Linked DNA regions of Mus musculus: all the other regions are linked to region 4. Evidence: chromatin contacts called from public promoter capture Hi-C data. All regions are on one chromosome and are shown on one strand. The core of a region is the stretch at or near the end of the contact, and the rest is flanking DNA. Distances in the headings are between cores, read along the strand shown.

Region 1 (2,986 bases), core at 476-2,975, 2.5 Mb before region 4:
AGTCTGTAAAATTAGGGTAATGAATTCCTCGGGATTGTGTGCAGGACACTAGTGTAGTGTCTACTATAGATATGAGTACTGAACAGGGGTAAGGAAGGCATGGACAAAACAGCACAGCAACCTGAGAGACCAGTGGGACCGGGCTATGCACACTCTCCAAAAATAACCGGAGTATCTCATGGGCCTTGTGGCTGCCAATCTGTTGACAGTGTTTTCCTTTCTAATCTGCACTTGCTACTTACTGCATTGTTTTTGAATATAGTTTTCCTGCTATTTTTACAATTTTGTGTGAGTCCTTAATTCAATCATTTGAGTAAGAGGCCAAGTACCTGGAAACACCTGATCCAGACAGACCCACTCCACCGGATACACTGGTATTCATAGTATCAAACCAAAACAAATGAACCCGGGAGAGAACTATTATCAACCTCATCAGCCAATTATGTTATAAAGGTTTCTAGGTGTGGTCCAAGTCCTCTACATTTGCATGCTTTAGGACAGTATAAAAGATACTGCTCTGCATCTTCAGTAAGTGGATCCAACTTTGAAGCAGGACACAAGAGGTGTGTCCTCCCAGAAATGCACCAGTGTAAACCTGTCGCGTGTTTAAGGGACTTTATAGTCCAAATTCTAGAGTTTTATGCACCACACATCGTCAACAAGGAATACAGAGCAAAGAAGTGGCAAAGGCTAGCTTTCGCGGATAAGCATACAAGTTAACTAGCACGCAGATTCGAGTTCCAGACACCACAGCTCCAACCACCGAGCGCATACTGGTTCTCACCCGCTTCTTTTCCTCCACTTCCTGCACGCACTTCACCCTCCAGCGGTCAATCTCCTGCTCCCGTTCCGTGGCCTGCGCGGCCTCCGCCTCCCGCTCAGCCTCCCGATCCCGGGCCCTCTCACGAAGCCGCAGCCGGCGGCGCCGGACCCTCTCCAGCCTCCGTCGCGCCTCGCCCACATAGGCGGCCTGGGCCAGCGGCTGCAGCCGCTCCGCTAGCTCCGCTCGTAGTGGCGCCGCCTGAGCGTGCAGGGAGGCCCAGGCTGCTCCGTCGGCCTCAGCCTCGCGCAGGGACTGCCCCAAGCTGCGTAGCCGCCGCACCAAACGCAAAGCGGAACGCAACCGCGCGCGGACTTCACCCAGGCTGGGCCCGGCGGGTGTGCGCGGGGTCCGGAGGCCACCGGGCCGCCGGGGGTTCCCGAACACCGCCTCCAGCCACTGCCGATCACGCAGGCGCTGCAGGGCCGCGTCTCCGAGCACGTCGGGCGGCGGCGGCGCCTCCGCCCAGCGCGGGCTCCAGGGCGGCCCGGGACCTGGAGGCGGTGGCCGTGGACGCTCGACGGCGTCGGGCCCCGGGAAGGGCCGGCACTGCGGCGGCGGCGGCGGCAGCGGTGGGGGTGGCACCGGGAAGAAGGCGCCGCCACCGCCACCGCCGCGGGAGGCCTCGGCTGGCGCGCGGGGCTGCAGGGCCAGCGGAGGCTGGAGGAAGGGGGCGGAAGCCCCCGGGAAGGGGCCGGGTCGCTGGGGAAGGGGCGGCGGGAAAGCCGGAGAGGGCAGCGGCGGGGGCGGACAGCCGAATGGAGCGGAAGGCGGTGGCTGCGGAGGGGGAGGTCCCTGACGGCTCTGGGCGAAAAAAGGTGGCAGAGCCATGTCTGTAGTGCAGCGGTTGGGAGCAGTGACAGTAATCTGGGAACTTCTTTATCCGGGTTCCAGGAGGAAGTGACGTGTATAACGTGCGACCGGTGCTTGACTCACTTCCCGGAAGCGAGGCGTAGTGCAGGACCTTGGTTTGTCGTGCCAGGAAGCTTGAACCTTCCCAAACCACCAAGGATCCGTCTCCGATGTTAGGGTTTATTTCGGGCTCAGGCTCGGGCTCTCCTCCAAATCGACCTTAACACAGCAGGACAGAAAGAGAAGGCGGAGCAGCCCTGAACCCTCAGTAGAACAAGTTTTTATAGAAAAATAAAAGCTGAAAGGAAATAAAACTTGAGACATGTGATTCATGTAATTTATGTCAAATAGCCCAAAGAGTTGTTTGTGAGCTTTGAAACCTGGGGCTGAGAACATAGCAGAACAGGCCAGGACATGCCCCCCTATCTCCCGCCCTTCTGACAGTCTGTTGATGTTTAAATGAACCAATCATGTGAAACCTCGCCAATTCCTCCCCCAGCCCCATCCCTTTTCTATAAAAATCCCTAGCTTCCAAGCGTCAGAGTCGAAACCACTGTCTCCTGTGTGAGATACGTTTCGAACCGGAGCTCTGCCATTATGGCTCCACCATGTGGTCGACACCTCTGTCTCCTGAGGGAGATATATGTCGGCCCGGAGCTCCGTCATTAAACTACCTCATGCTTTTACATCAAGATGGTTGTCTGTTCGTGATTCTTGGGTGCGCTCCGAATGGAAATTGAGTGGGGGTTTCCCCACTAGGTTCTTTCAAAGCGAGGGAGGGGTTGTCCAGTCTGGCAAGCATCTAATAGAATGACTATAAGCCAATAGTTGGGTGCCCTGAATCGTGCATTTGATCACAAACAGTTTGAAAGTACATCTGAAACAATCAAACTAATCTTTGATTAACTGTTGCTAGGAAGTAGCTAGGGATTAACTCTGGCCAAGGACAAGCCATGGGGTCCTTTCTGGTATTTTGGTGCAGCTTGAGTTCTGCTTTTTTCTTTTCTTGAAGATGGAGGCTGGTCCCAAGATGGAGTAGGTTTGGCCTCTCCAATTCAGTCTTGAATTCAGAAATCCTGATGATTGTTAACGTTCTAGAGGGACTAGAGACACGGTCTGAAGCTCCGGCTAAGATCTGAAAGACAACAAAAAGTTATGAGAGGAACACAGGATGGAAGCAGCAGGTACTAGTGATTTGCAGTATGTCTGCTGGGGGTCGAAAGAATGCAGGGTGTAAAACACAGAAACACAAAGAGAAGCTAGGTGGTCTTGGAGAGATAGATGTTACAGTGTCCATATGTCATATTGATAGAA
Region 2 (3,190 bases), core at 383-2,882, 2.1 Mb before region 4:
TCATATTGGGCAGTGGTGGCGCACACTTTTAATCCCAGCACTCGGGAGGCAGAGGCAGGCGGATTTCTGAGATCGAGGCCAGCCTGGTCTACAGGGTGAGTTCCAGGACAGTCAGGGCTACACAGAGAAACCCTGTCCCGAAAAACCAAAAAAAAAATAAAAAAATAATAAAATTTTAAAAAGACTTTGCTTCCTAATGTCTACTCAGGTTTACATCTGGCACACAGCAGGTGCTCATCAAAATCTCAACATAACCAATGAACTACCCCTAATACAACATACATTAATTCATTAGGAAAATACATTGTAAATTTTAACTCTGTACACAAAAATACACTTTCTTATTTAAGCAGAGCCACCAGGGAGTCCTGCACTTCTGCTCAGGTGCAGTTTATCCAGCTCTTGTGGGTCACATTTATGCACGGAAGCCTTTATGGTTTTTAAAGCTGATGATCACGCCCTCACCTCTTAAGAGATTGAGAAACAGTTTTCTGGATCAAGTACCAACAAGCACTTCCAGTCCATGAAATTGCTGCTAGCACTGCAATGGGTGACCGCAGCTGTCAGTCTGGCCTTCTCTGAAGACACCTGAGAAGCTGGCTCTTTCTCCTGACTGATGCATTTGTGTCAGGGCCCGAGTGCACTTCCTCAGCCGTGGCCGACTTGTGGCAATCCAATTTTGTTTTTGGGTTGTAAGCACTGGGATAAACGAAAGAATGGAACGTCCCTGAAGGCTGTTTCACTCAAGCAGTCTGGGCTTAGCCACAAAACTGAAAAATAAAAGATCTCTCATTAGTAGATAACACGATGTATTTCTCACTTGGGCTGACTCTGATCAAATTTCCCCACACCGCCCTCAGCCTTTCCAATTGGTACCATTTTACAATGTTTCAGATAACCAAGGGTTTTCTTTCTCCTGGACAGTCTACTCCTGATGATACATCCTCGCCACATGACTGCTCTAAAAGCCATCAATTACATTTATAGTTCTACTCTGAAGGGGATCATTAGCCCATTCATAGCAATTTGACGCTCAGGAATCTCTCAAAGCTCCACTTCAGTTTCTAAGTGCATACACGTCGGCTTTTCTGTCGCTCTGGCTTGCCCTACGAATTCCTCTAAATTCTCAGATGATTAATATCTGAATGGGTAGCCTGAAGTGCAGCAGAGTTCACTTAAGACTGCAACTGAAGAATAGACCTTTACCTTTAAAACGAGCCCAAAACATTTGTTGTATGGAACTCTCGGGGAAAGAGGGGACGGAAGTCTCAGGGTCCAGGGACGGAAGACTCTCAGGGGAGGAAGAAACACGGCCCCAAGCGCGGAATCCTGCTGCTTACAAGACCCGGGCCACACAGAGGGCAGGCCTGTCGCAGGCCCTGGAGCCAGCGCCCCTGAGACCGCCACCCTACGCGGGCCTCAGAGAAGGTCCGCCGCCCGCCCTGTGTTGTTCCTTCCACTCCTTCCCCTGTAACCCCAACCGCCATCGAAACACAGCCCTCAACAGGCACATTCCCTGACTTACCCGGAGCCCATCTCCAGCCTCTGTCCGTCCGCTTAAACCTTCCGTCCGCGCGCCATAGCCGGAACTTAAGGGCCGTGCGACATAAGGGAACCCGGAGGCAGCGAATAGCGTGGGCTGGGCGGGGCTTCCAGCCCACGGGCGCTGGGTTGTGGCTCTCCCGGGACGCTAGGGGGTGCTCCTCCTCTGTCTCTTGCCCACGGAGCCCCAATTTCCTCCCAGGCTGAGCCCTGCGGGGGGTTTCTGGCCCTTCCCCCTTTGTCTTACCCCATTCTGGGTGCCTCCCTCCATTTATCTCTGCTTTGCCTTTTTATTAACCTGTAGACCCCTGGCCAGTGTCTAACATTTCTGTCATTGCTTTTCTTCTTCAGAATTCTCAGTCACACCGACAGAACAGTAGGATGCTCTTCCTACTCTTAAAAAACTGTAATCCCCGGCTGAGTGCTCAGACTGTAAGCACCTGGCTGCCCTGAGTCTAAGTTGCATTGAGATCTTAGTACCACGTTATTTCCCTACCCTGACTTTGAGACCGGCAGAAGCGTGACTCAGTTATTGCTTTTGTGCCTGAGATGTGCTGAAGGTTTTGCTTTTAGGATTCCATGTAAGGCTTTGAGGGTCCCTGCCTGCTTCTCTCCACCAGGTGTCCCTAGCATAGCATATGCCTCAGGGAGTTCCTGGGCGGGGATGAGAGGGTGAGGTGGGCAAAAGGTGACTTGCTAACCCTGTGGGCTGTAGGGGCCTGGAGAATGTCAGTTAGTAGTAGGCCTCAACGGATGCTAACAGAACGCTGGGTAGTTATGGTTCAAAGACCAATACTTCACAACAGCAATTACAAGTGAGAACACAGAGCTCCCTGTAAAGTCTTAGGCATATGGCTTTCTTTAAGCTTATGGGTTGCAAGCGGGATAAGGAAGGGAAACTCTTAGAACTGACTTACCACAACTTGCTCCGTGGGAAAGTGTTTGTTGTTCTTTAATGTTTCCTCTTTCTATTAGAGGTGGCAGAGAAAGCCAACACTAGACTCTGGGGAACCAATATCAAGGCCGCATGGCCTGTAGACTTAGCTTTTGTTTGCTGCAGGACATCTTTCTCCAACCAGGCTAGTTTCAATATTTCAAAAGACCTTGCTATGTTTGAACAGTTATGGGGCTCTAGGTAAGTAAGAATATATAGCCTGATTACTTAGCCGTAATGGGAGAGATCTGGCCAAGACTATGCAGACAGAGGAGTTATCTGTCTAGTTGCTCTATTGTGGTGATGATTCAGCCATGGATTGCTGTTCTAGGCCAGCTTAGATACATGGTCTGGTTTATGACCTTAAAGACTAAACTTAAGTTAATTAGTTTGCTCATTTTTAATGATCTGATAGGTGTTCAGATTTGTTGTCGTCGTCCTCGTTCTGCTGAACAGCTGGCTTTTCGGTGACGTAGAAAGGAATAAGTCTTTTTTTTTTTTTTTTTCTTTTTTGGTTTGGTTTTTTGAGACAGGATTTCTCTGTGTAGTCCTGGCTGTCCTGGAACTCACTTTGTAGACCAGGCTGGCCTCGAACTCAGAAATTTGCCTGCCTCTCCCTCCCGAGTGCTGGGATTAAAGGCGTGTGCCACCACGCCCAGCAAGTCATTTTGTTAAAACTGATGATAAAAGACAGAACCATCGAGAGGGGACCTC
Region 3 (2,887 bases), core at 187-2,686, 2.2 Mb before region 4:
CCCAAGGCTTTGTGTGTGCTGGACAAGTGCTCTACCAAATAATCTACATCCCCATCTACAGCAGCTCCTCCTCTAAGTCCTTCAAGCATCAGAAGAGTCTGTAAAAAGGTGAACATCAGAGCCAAGCAGGATCTCTTGCCAACAGCAGAAACTAGGCGTACGTCCTGGCAATAGCCTTTATCAGTGTCAAGGACCAAATGAAAGCTTTCTGCAGGAGTAATGACTGATCTCTGAGAAGGGAGACATGGCCCTGAGCCAAACAGGGCTAGGAGGGGGGGGGGCAGTCTCTAGAGAGGACAGTGTGGTTTCTTTTTCATTTGACTGACATCATCATAAAAGCCTTATTCCCATCCCCCTGCCCCTGGCCTTGCCTTCTAGTCTCCCTCACCCTGCCCCACCACCGTGTACTTTTTAGCCTGGATGATAAACTCTACTTTATTTCCCTTTCCTTTGTTTGTTCAGGTTGGCCTTGAACTCAGTACGTAACTAAGGATGACTTTGCACTTCTGAACATCTCAAGTGCTGAGATTACAGGTGTTCACCACTAGTCCTGATTTATGTGCTATTGGGGATCAAACCCACTACCGACTAGGCTATAGTCCTCTAGTCCTCTAGTCCTCTTACTAATCTCTGTCTCTCTGTCTCTGTCTCCTTATTGATTTCCCTGGAAATGGGCCCATAATAGCTGTGCTCCTTTACAGAAAAACTTAGAAACAGATGATGACACTACAAGGAGCTGAGGTTATAGTAGAGTGCCTGTCTGCAGCATCCAGGTCCTCAAATGCTCAGGACGGGGCTAGGGATGCCAAGGAACTGATTTGTTTGTTTGCTTATTAGTTCATGTAGATAGCTATAACGAATGGGCTGTTCTGTTTGTTGGGCAGTGAATGGAAACCATCTCTCTTAAAACAGGAAGCCTGAGGCCAGGGGAGGTGTTGCACACCTTTAAATCACAAGGGAGGCAAAAGCAGACGACAGGTCCCTGGATCTGGTCTACCAAGTGAATTTCAGGTCACCTAGAGCTACATAGTAAGACAGACAGAAAGAAGAAAGAAAGGAAGGAAGGAAGAAAAAAAAAAAGCAACACCAATGTATGTCTTGAATGGCTCATCTGTCTTTCTGTGTGTGGCCTTGAAGCCCAGGGAGGAAGTGGGTTCTCACTAAACGCTGCGATCATACAAAAAAACTTGGAAGGGATCCTTGCACACAAGCCTCTTCATACGCCGCCAATCCGCCCTTTCTTTGTAGATTAGAGCCTCTCACTTTCATGTTCTTGTGCAAGGACCTCTCTGAAGCGCCACAGGAGGTAAGCGAGGAGCTCAAAAGCCTCTGATCCGAAGGCCACTGAGCCGCTGATCACGTGGCGCAGCCGCTAGCCTCTCCCACGTCCCGCCCCGTCCTCTCCCTCGCTGGGTTCGCCCCGCCCTCCCGCCCCGGTCCTCACTGCGCAAGCGCGAGCCGCGAGCGTGGGTTATCTCGAGACAGCCGGGCTGCGGGCTGCGGAGCGTGCGGGTCTGAGGCCTGCGTTCTGCTAGCTCCAGCGGCTCACAGGCCGAGGTAACGAGGCGCAGCAAGCCGAGCCTCCCCGCTCCCCCGGACAGCGTGGGCCATGGAGACTCAAGTGCTGACGCCGCATGTCTACTGGGCTCAGCGACACCGCGAGCTGTATCTGCGCGTGGAGCTGAGTGACGTGCAGGTAAAGGCCGGGCTGCGGGCTGCGCGCAGGATCGGGGGCCCCCCGGTCCCCGTCGGCCGCCCTGTGCGTTTGCGCTCCTGCAGTGCGCCAGCAGGAACCGCGAGTGGAGCGCCCCGGTCTCCCTTAGGGGCTGCAGGTGCCGTCCGGCGTTCTGCGCTTGGCCCCGGTATCCCCTTTGTTCCTGGTAGGCGCCCTGGGGAGCCTCAGCAGAGTCCTGGAAGCCGGCGGCTGGCCTTCGGGTTGCCTAAGGCCCTCTGAATTGTGGGATGAGCTCCGTGGGTCTAAAGTGCGGCTTGACAGTGGCCTGTTGTGCGGTAGCAGGACGTCAGCGCTGGCCTCTGAGGTTTAGTCCGGGCGGCCCATTGACCTTCTCAAGGCCCGTCGCTGGGCTGGGCGGGGGGCAACCCCCCAACCGTTCAGTGATAGAAATCTACACCACACCTCCGCTCACCAAGGAAATGATTTCCATCCTCTCTTTAAGGCTGCGAGCTCAGCCTTAGCAAGTTGCGTAAAGAAATTATCGTGTGACATTAAGTATTCATTTCACCACGTTTACCTATTAATGTGAGCAAATCAAATCCCTGGGAACTTCCCATGTCTCTAACCAGACCATCCAGTATTCTGTGTGAAGCGAGTGGTTTTGGTCTGGAATGTTCTTTCCCTAGTCTCCTTGACATCCATGGTATTGTAATCTTCATTCCTCTGAACTGTTTCTTGCTCGCAGTTAGATACCTGTCTGAATTCATCAATTCATCTGGTCTATTTTCTTGCAGGGTCTAGGTGCCCATGTCCACTTGAGTCTAATCTTTGCTTCTGGAATGTAAATAATTTCCCCTTGTGAACGATGAAGCTAATACTGGCCAGAATGTCTTTGAGTAAGCAGTAAATTTCATTTAAGGTGTAAGCAAACCCGAATAAATGCTACTCTAGAATAGGATGAATAATTCTCTGTGCTATTGTTCTCTACTCTGCTACAAGATTCTTTGCTAAAATAGAAAAAAAAGTTTTTGTTTTTAATTTTTATTTTTGTATTTTGGAGACAGTCATGCTATATAGTTATGGCTGGCCTGGAACTTACTATGTAGACCAAGGCTGGCCTGGAACTCACAGAGATCTGCCAGCCTCTGCCTCCTGAGTGCTGGGATTCCAAGTGTGCACCACCATGCCCAGAGATTCGAGTTTGAAACACGT
Region 4 (3,129 bases), core at 494-2,993:
GGGATTTAAGAGATGGTTCAGTGGTTGCTTTTCCAGAGGATACAGGTTCAATTCTCTTCCACTACATGCTGGCCCACAACCAATCTTTAGTAGGACCTGATAATTTCTTTTGAAGGCACAGTGGCATTCATGCAGACACAGAACCCGAATACATAAAATACAGAAATAAATATTAAAAAGGAAATCTTATCTTCAGTTCTTATTTCCAAGACTGTTTTTTTTAATAGTGTAAGCCCCCTCCCCCCGACATTTGCATAGGGATCTGAAAATAGGTAACTGTTTTAGGAGATAATCTGAGAAGTGGTTTATCCTCCACTTAATCCCAGCCTCTCCTAACTGGCCTTTGAACTTCTAAACTCTTGCTTCCTGGGCTATGTTCTGCACACATTAGGGAGCATGCATGTGATCTTAAAAAAAAAAAAAAAAGCGCCATCTTGTCACTTTTCTATTTAAAACTCCCTAAATGCAATCCCAGAGTAAACCAAACCGTTTGCATAGGTCACTGGGCCACATGACTTGCATCCTGCTGACTTAATCCTTTAGAACTCTTCCTACAGTCAGCAGCCACACTGCTTCTGTTCTGAGCTCACCATCTGTCTTCTGCTCAGGATCTTTGAACTATTTCCATTGTCCAGCCTCTGTTTCAGGCACCTGTTACAGAGGACTTCTCTGACCACCCAGGCGAAGTCTCCTAGTCCACACCCATAGCCCTTGTTTCATAGTAATGACATGAATCCAACAACTCTACATCATTTATTTGTCTGCTTTCTCCACACAACCACACAAGCCCCAGGAGAGAAAGGCCTAGCCTAGATGAAGAAATCTCTGATGCTAACCAAAGCCTTGTACGTGAATGGCTTATAGCATTCTTTGGATAAATGCTCTTTTCAAATCCTAACAATTCTGTGACGTGTAAGTGAGACAGCGGAGGTTCTGCAGGGTCAGGACTAGAGACTGGTTCCATCTGGCTATGACTGCTGCCTCTTAGCTCTTTATCTTACACACTTAATCCCCTTTCCTGGGAGGTCTGGTGAGGCTTTCAGTTGCTTTTCAGTGAAGCGGCTCTCGCCCTCCCAAATTTCGGAGGCTCATAATAGCCCTTATTCAAAAATGGATCTTTTGGGTGCTCTTTCCCCTTTTCCTGTGGCCCCCACCTCGCGCCCCCGCGCGTGAATCACTGGCAGACAGTATCCCACAGTAATAATCATAAAACTGGATGTGCTTTCTAGCCCGTAGATTCAGTAGCCTTCTCTCCGCCCCCAGCCTTGACTAAGCATCCTAGGGTCCTGTGGGGGCGAGATGGCTACTTGCGTCAAGGGCACTAGGGACTTTCAAACCCGCATCAGAGCTCAGCTAACTGCGCACAGCGGAACCTTTCTTTAGGATAGCCTCGTTTGCCCGCCGGTCGGTTTAGGAAGCAATACCTACTTAAGCGTCCCTCCCACTCCTGCCTTCCCTCCCTCCCTTCGGCTCCGTCTGCGGCGGCTGCTTTCCTCCCGCCCTAAGTTCCGGTGCTGGTGCTGCCGGCGCGGTCCGCGAACACCCACGCGCGGCTCACGGGAGCCCCGCTCGCCAGCGGACCCTTTCGATCGCCGGTGGGCGAGTGCCCGCGGTTTTCCTGCGGCGAGGAGCTAAGTGGAGGCCGTTCCAGACCCTCCGGCCCGGCGCGGGCAGGCGTGCACATCGCTCGCTATCCAGGGCGTGCGCGGGCCTCTCGAGACCCCAGCGGCGACCCGTAGCTCGGGCGCGCGCCTGTCGCAGCCCGCAGGAAGGAGGCGGCCTGAGACCCGGGGCGGCGGCCGCCATGGAGATCCCCTCGGCCCAGGGCCGGTGCCTGGGGCCTCGGGGGCGGCCCTGACCGTCCTTCTCCCCGCCCGGGCCGGGTCCCACTTGTGCCTCCGGCGGTGCTCGGCCACCTCTGCGTCTCCGCCCTCCCTGGGTCGCGCTGCTGCCTGGACACGGCGGCGGCGCCCTGTTGAATGGGCTGTGAGGGCCCGGGTCTGAAGTGCTGGTGGACGCGGCCTCCGGGGGCGCAAGGCAGCAGCAGCGGTGGCGACCAAACGGGTGTTGGAGTTGGCGGCGGCCATGGAGGGCCTGGCTGGCTATGTGTACAAGGCGGCCAGCGAGGGCAAGGTGCTCACTCTGGCTGCCTTGCTCCTTAACCGGTCAGAGAGCGATATCCGCTACCTGCTGGGCTATGTCAGTCAGCAGGGAGGACAGCGCTCCACACCCCTCATCATCGCAGCCCGCAATGGGCACGCCAAGGTGGTGCGCTTGCTGTTAGAACACTACCGTGTGCAGACCCAGCAGACCGGCACCGTCCGCTTCGACGGGTAGGTACATCCCAACTCCATCCTCCCTCCGACGCGCGCGGGCCTCCCAAGCCCTGGATCCTCTCATCCTTCATTAACCCTGTTTTCATGTGTGGACTCAGTTCTTTTTCATATCCCTTCACCCCCATTGATGCCCACCTCGTCTCCCAGAGCTATGCTTTGCTGCCTTTTCTTATCGACTCCTACCCTTTTCCCCCTGTAGGTGGTAGCCACACCCTGGGTCTTGAGATCTATAGTCTTCATTAGTCAGCGAACACGCACTGTCGGAGTGGTGGCTGCCCATCTAGGTTTTTGTATCTTTATATCAGCACTGGCGTAGTAACCTAGATCGGAAATTAACGAGATCAACAATTAAAATTGAGGACCTTTTGATGCTTCATTTAACCTCTCCATATCCCTTCTCCTCCCGCTCCCCCCCTCCCGTGGTCGGATCGAGCCTCAAGCAGGTCGTGGGACTATCTGTTAAAATAAGCCCCTAGAATCTTGTCATGCAGCTGGGCATCTCTAGGCACGGTTCTGACTCTCCCACAATGCTGGCCAATATTTTTGGCTGTACAGGTGGCTCTGGGCCTGGCGTAGAAGTTACGCCATTGCTAAATTACATGTATAGGGTGATACAGTGGGAAGGTTTCACAAACACTTAACATTGTTCAAAAATTTACTATTTACTATTATTCTAATATTTTTTTTCATTTGAGGTTAATTGTACATATTTTTGGGGGGCGGAGGAAGATAACAGAGTCGTCACGTTTGATACCTTTTTTTTTTTTCCTGTGCTGAACGATTGCGGAATGAT

The links. Promoter capture Hi-C pulls out the DNA fragments that hold promoters and counts their contacts.
Region 1: a promoter capture Hi-C map of pre-B cells shows a contact between it and region 4, with 4 times the contacts expected there. The contact joins the promoter of Pdcd7 here to the promoter of Fem1b in region 4.
Region 2: a contact with region 4 is called in a promoter capture Hi-C map of pre-B cells, with 6 times the contacts expected there. The contact joins the promoter of Ints14 here to the promoter of Fem1b in region 4. A contact is called at or near these places in 3 of 39 promoter capture datasets (erythroid cells, liver and pre-B cells).
Region 3: a contact with region 4 is called in a promoter capture Hi-C map of pre-B cells, with 5 times the contacts expected there. The contact joins the promoter of Hacd3 here to the promoter of Fem1b in region 4. A contact is called at or near these places in 1 of 39 promoter capture datasets (pre-B cells) and 1 of 115 datasets of contacts at active chromatin or transcription factors (thymic regulatory T cells).

Annotation. Positions count from the first base shown.
Region 1 is chr9:65,344,807-65,347,792 of GRCm38.p6, reverse strand. Pdcd7 (programmed cell death 7) reads right to left here and starts at 1,725. Exons shown (of 5, transcript NM_016688.2): 1 at 785-1,725. The coding sequence starts at 1,651.
Region 2 is chr9:64,959,274-64,962,463 of GRCm38.p6, reverse strand. Ints14 (integrator complex subunit 14) reads right to left here and starts at 1,632. Exons shown (of 13, transcript NM_001077631.2): 1 at 1,526-1,632; 2 at 466-770.
Region 3 is chr9:65,020,266-65,023,152 of GRCm38.p6, reverse strand. It overlaps Hacd3 (3-hydroxyacyl-CoA dehydratase 3), which reads left to right and starts at 1,436. Exons shown (of 11, transcript NM_021345.2): 1 at 1,436-1,696. The coding sequence starts at 1,610.
Region 4 is chr9:62,810,262-62,813,390 of GRCm38.p6, reverse strand. It overlaps Fem1b (fem 1 homolog b), which reads left to right and starts at 1,743. Exons shown (of 2, transcript NM_010193.4): 1 at 1,743-2,333. The coding sequence starts at 2,086.